Linked DNA regions of Sus scrofa: region 2 is linked to region 1. A link is a contact called in public Hi-C data. All regions are on one chromosome and are shown on one strand. The core of a region is the stretch at or near the end of the contact, and the rest is flanking DNA. Distances in the headings are between cores, read along the strand shown.

Region 1 (2,828 bases), core at 247-2,746:
AGAACTGAACAAAGGATCCAGAGCCACACTCTGGGCTTCATCCTTACACACTCTTTTCCTGGGATGGCCCTGCGTAAAGTCTTTGCCTGGGAGCTGTGTTAATTTTAGCATCATTTGACATCTGGAGAAGCAAGGAAATTTCTTTTTATTTATTTATTTTATTTCCCCAATACATTATTACTATTATTATTATTATTATTATTATTATTATTATTATTACTATGATTTGGAGAAGCAAGGAAATTTCAAAACCAGCAAGTTCTGTTTCCTTTTTATTTAACAGTCCTCCTGTGGCTTATCTCTCTTCTCACCTTATAGTATAAGCAGCAAGAAGAAGCCAGGAGGTGCCTTCAACACAAGTCAGATGGCCCAGTTCCCTGCACATTTTCTGCTTCCATGTCACTGCAGGTGGCAGTGCTGCTGGATTTAAACTTCCCTCTTCTCTGTACACTGCCTTAAGACTATGGGTTCTTCTCTGATTTCCTAACACCTGCTTGGGCTGTCTGATCTCCAAGTTATCCTTTCAGTGTCACCTCTCAGCCTTCTCTCCTCCAACTTCAGAGTTCTCCACGAATTTCCCACCACAGGCACCTCACATTCAGCCATTTATTCCACAATTTTTATTGAACCCAAGGCACTGCACTGGATACTGGGGAATTCCCATGGACTAAGACAGTTCTTGCTTTCCTGTTCCAATGGGGAAATATGTCAATCAGATCATCCCAGAAGCAGTGATCAAACTGTGGTTGAGAGGGTTCGAAGGACCATGAAACGCCCTTCTTTAGCCATGTGATGAGGGGCTCTGTCCTAGCTGGCATGTGGTTTAGGAAAGCTGCCTTTAAGAAGTGACTTAGTTCCCATCATGGCGCAGTGGTTAACCAATCCGAATAGGAACCATGAGGTTGCAGGTTCCATCCCTGGCCTTGCTCAGTGGGTTAAGGATCCAGTGTTGCCTTGAGCTGTGGTATAGGTTGCAGGCGTGGTTCAGATCTGGCGTTGCTGTGGCTGTTTGTTATAGGCCAGTGGCTACAGCTCCGATTGGACCCCTAGCCTGGGAACCTCCATATGCCATGGGAAGCGGCCCTAGAAAAAGCAAAAAGACAAAAAAAATAAAATAAAATAAAAGAAGTGACTTAGGTAGGAGTACAGTCCTGGGCGGGGAGGGAGCGGGGCTTCTCTTGAGGAAGAAGGGGAGCAAACAGGGAAAGTTCCCAACTTGAAATGGGGTATAAAATTACCTGCCTGGTGAGTTGCCTCTTCTGAGTCAGCCTTGCAGGTACTCACAACCCCAGGGCCTTTGCAAAGCCCTGTGAATACTGGAAAGGGTTGTAGCCCATGCCCTCCCCACCAGGACCCAGCTTGACTACCCCCACCCGCTCGGCGCCCCTCCCCTCCCGGGCTCCGGCCTTGGCCATTGCTCCTGGACTAGCAGGGGCGGCCCCGCCTCCCTGCCTCCCAGGCCAGCCTGTGTCAGCGAGGTCCCCTGCCCGACCCAGACTCAGAAGTCCGCTCTGGCCAGTGACGCCTGTGCTCCTTCTCCGGTGCGTGGTGAGTCCCCAAGCCCCCGGTGTCCCGGGGAAGGAGGCTGCCCTGGCTCCAGGGGCTTCTGGGGTGGGGGAATCTGGCCGCGGGGACTAGAGTCGGGGTTCCCCTTGGGGCAGTCAAGGCTCCAGCCTGGGGCGTCCTCTGGCTGCAGGACCGAGATGCGGGGCTGAAGGGGTGGAGGACAGCGCTGTGCTAGTGGGCGGGGGGTGGGAGGCGCCTCCCAGAGCCGGGGGCTTTTCAGCCCCGATTTCAGAAGAGAAAACAGGCTCCGAGAGGGAAAGGGACAAGGGGAAGGTGATTAGATGGTCCTTGGTGGAGGGACAGCCTATCCCCCTGCACCGTCTACTAGCCCACTAAGGTCCTCACCCCATTCTGGGACTGGGAGTGGTCCCCCCTGATTGGCCAAATCTGGGGGCCGGGCACGAGGACCTCTTGTGATTGGAGCGCTCCAGCCCCCTGGCGTGATCCTGGCTCTGAGAGCAGGATGCAGAGCCACAGCCCGGCCACCTGTTTTGGGGGTTGCGCTACTCAGGCTACTCGGATCCGGCCCTCGGGGGCACCTGTGCAGACCCCTCACCTGCCACCTGCCTGGGGGAGGCAGGGATTCCCCCAGGTATAGGAGACAGAATTATGTTTACTCCCACTGTCTTCTTCCCGCTCCCCTGTTTCTCCATGAAATCGTGCAAGTTCCTTAGGCTCTGAATCTTAGTTCCTAAGATTGGGAGGGGTGATAAAATAATAGCCGCTTACCTGACAAGATTGCTCCAGTGTGACATGAGACTGCACACTACCTTAGGCAGAGGAGGCTGTCTGGAGCTGGCATTAACCTCCAGGATGGCCTTGGGAACAGTCCCTTTTGGAGAAGGAGATGGAGGCTGAGATGAGGGCGATTCCACACGGTTGAACCCGAGTCTAAAGGCTCAGGTGGTCTAGGCAGCTGCACAGTGGCCTGTCCCCAAGACCATGACCCAAGACCATGGAAAAGACCATGGATAAGCGTGACTCCAGGGACTGTGGGAGGGACAGATGTGCCCACTCCCGGTGCCCAAGCAAAGGGCAACAGAGGACAGAAGACTTGTGGCTGGATGGCCAGCTCAGCAGAGCCCCTGCCCCTCCTAGGGCTGCATCCCCCATGGGCCCCGCTCAGCCACTGCCCTGAGCAGCAGCTCCACCAGCCACCAGGGGCTGGCAGCTGGGCACTGGGGCAGGAGTCCTGGGTGGCGCAACGGACCTCAGATGCCATGCAGCCCCACAGCGCCCTGGGCAGCAAGGGTGCCTGCTCG
Region 2 (2,828 bases), core at 121-2,620, 96 kb before region 1:
GGCGAGAAAGGGCACAGAGACCTGGAGGGACAGGATGGGAAGAGACAGGAAAAAGAGGCATATTTCCTAGGATTCATTAAAATGAAAAATGAAACAGAAATGCTGAGCAGAATTAGGCTGGGCAGAATTTTTGGTTTTTTTCGGGGGGTGGGGACTGTACCTGTGGCATATGGAGGTTCCCAGGCGAGGGGTTGAATCAGAGCTATAGCTGCAGGCCTACACCACAGCCACAGCAATGCCAGATCCGAGCCGTGTCTTCAGCCTACACCACAGCTCACGGCAACGCTGGATCCTTAACCCACTGAGCAAGGCCAGGGATCGAACCCGCAACCTCATGGTTCCTAGTCGGGTTCGTTAACCACTGAGCCACAACGGGAACTCCTGGGGGGTGTACTTTTAGGAGAATTACAAGAAAGCTTCCGACAGGGTCATCACCATCCTCATCACCAGTCTCCTCCCCTCAGGCTCCTGGTGGCAGCAGGAGCTGCCTCCCTGGCACTGCTGGCTGTACAGGGAGGGGCTGCCGGAGGCAGAGCCCAGCGCGGGCACCGACTTAAGGGCCCAGACCCATGGCATTCCAGAGAGCCTGGACAGGTCCTGACCATGAATCCCTTCCCTAGCAATGTCCTGGGGAGGAACAGAAACGCTCTCCACCTCCCCGTCCAGGAAGGGAAAGGATGTGAGCTCCATAGAATGAGCTCTCGGCCCACCATTCTGGTTGTCTGGAAGATGCCTGCTCACCCTCTCTCCTTACCAGCTGTATCTGGGAGCACCGCAGCCTCAAGAGTCTGTCTCTTCATCTGTAAACTGTTGGCCAAGAATCCATAGGTGTGGGTAAAGGACGCGCAGCGCGCGCGGCACCCTCAGTTCACTTGTCTCCTGGACAGGTCACTCTGCGCCTTGCGCTTCCTGTCTCCCGGGGAGACTGCTGCCAACCCCAGCGAACGCCCGGCAAGGGGACTGGCTGCTCACCTAATGCGCGCCCTCGTTTCTCCAGCAGCGTCCCTGATAAATCCTCGCTTTACCCGTTGGCCCGCTGCGGGATGTAGGTGGGAGCTGGGGAGGCCGCGGTTGCCCCGCCGCTCCAACCCCTCGTGGGCCCTTCTCCGAGGCCCAGGCCAGTGCCACGTTCTCACCTGGGTTAGAACTTAAGGAGTAGACACCTCAACCGCTGCGAGTTCACTGCAAAGGGTGTGAGCCAGGAGGGGGCGGGGCCGGGGGCGCGGCTCTGAGTCCCGGTGGCCGCGGGCCGTGGGCGGGGCCATGGGCGGAGCGCGGCGCGTGACGCGTGTCTCGGACCAATGGGGCGCGCGCCCACGGCCGAGCCTCCTGCGAGCCTTCGCGGCGCCCGCCGCGTCACGTGAGCCCGGAGAGTGAGCGCGGAGCAAGCGGCGGCGGCGGGGCTCCGCCGCAGCAACGCGGGCCCGGGCGAGCTCGAGCGGGTGCAGGACGCGCTGCCGCCGCCCCCAAAGCAGCCCGCGGGGCCCAGGACCGCCGGGCCTGGCCGCCGGCCGGCCGTGCGCCGAGTTCAGGTGGGAGCGGCACGGTGCGGCCGGATACGCCGAGAGCCGGCCTGGCGCGCAGGGAGCTGCCGGGGGGCGGGGGGTGGGGGGGCGCGGGGGGGGCGAGGGGCGCGGGCGAACCTCTAGGCGCGAGGCCTGGCGCCCGCACAGCTGTCCTGGGATCCGCGTGAGCGTCCCAGGAAATGTCGGAGGAGCAAGGTAGCGCCGCGCTGGGCCAGGAGCGGACAGCTGGTGGCAGAGCGACCCCACGTGCCCAGCCGCACTTTCCCTGCACGGGTCAGTCCGCTGCCTCGGCGCCTGCCGCGCGTGTCCGTATGCGCGACGAGAGCGGGCCTCCCATATGGCAGGCGCGGCGGGGCCTGCGGGCGGGCGGGTGCGCGGCGGGGAGGGGTGGAGGGGTTACTGTCGGTCACCTCAGCCGGCCCGGGGGAGGGGGCGCGGGCCGAGGGCTCGGTGCTCCCGGGGCGGCGCTCCAGGCTCCCCGCGCCTCCCCTTCTCGCGCACGTTCCCACACATGCGGGGGCACCACGCGGCCCCACGCGCGAGTGTGTCTCGGACGCCTCCTCCGACTCTCACCACGCCCCGCACACGCAGTCACACGGCACGAAGTAGCACCCCCTGCGTCGTTAGCAAAGCAGGGAGTCCACCCCGCCCGCGGAGAAGATCCGTTCCCTGTGGACCCTCCCCCCTCCCCCCCAAGGAGAGGTTGTTTTCTCCCCCAGTCCGCGGGCGTGACAAAATCCCCAAGTGCCTGGGCCCCTCGGATCACTTTCTCCCTAAGGGCCAGGTGGCTCGTGGGGAGACCGGCCGCCCCACAGGTGCGAGGACGCTAGGCTCATGACTTTAGGACCGGCGGGGCGGCGGGGGAGCAAAGACTCTTATTTTGAAGAGCGGCCCCGGCCGGCTGCCCCCGTGATTTGCACGCTGACCCAATGGAAGGCCCTTGGCCGGCGCTCGGCTTGTTATCAATTACATGTTGTTCCTGCAGCCGCTGTGTCCCCGGGAGGATAAACAGCAGGCCTGGCCGGGCCGGGTAGGGGCGGAGTCCAGCCGTGGCCGGGGACCGGTGCCCGGAACAGGGCGTCCCTCCCCCTGCACGCAGCCTGCTGTGCCACGTGCTGCTATGCCGGGCGCCCTACAGCCCCCGCTGCCTCTCAGTGCTCTGGGTCCACCCAGGCTGCTGAGCTCTGCATTAGGACCCTGCCCGCCTGATCCTGGCCCTCTGTTCCTGGTCCCACCCCTGCTCCCTTCCCTTTCGCTCAGTCAGCAAGTTGTGCCGGGTCCTGATTCGGACTCTGGGATAAG

What was found. A called contact is a pair of places that touch in the nucleus more often than the background predicts.
Region 2: a Hi-C map of liver shows a contact between it and region 1, with 2.0 times the contacts expected there. The contact joins the promoter of KLF15 here to the promoter of ALDH1L1 in region 1. A contact is called at or near these places in 1 of 5 promoter capture datasets (liver) and 5 of 47 Hi-C or Micro-C datasets (liver and skeletal muscle).

Annotation. Positions count from the first base shown.
Region 1 is chr7:53,793,368-53,796,195 of Sscrofa11.1, reverse strand. ALDH1L1 (aldehyde dehydrogenase 1 family member L1) reads left to right here and starts at 1,496. Exons shown (of 23, transcript NM_001244647.1): 1 at 1,496-1,548.
Region 2 is chr7:53,889,100-53,891,927 of Sscrofa11.1, reverse strand. KLF15 (Kruppel like factor 15) reads left to right here and starts at 1,370. Exons shown (of 3, transcript NM_001134349.2): 1 at 1,370-1,532. It overlaps LOC102164647 (a long non-coding RNA gene), which reads right to left and starts at 1,279. Exons shown (of 3, transcript XR_002345796.1): 1 at 755-1,279.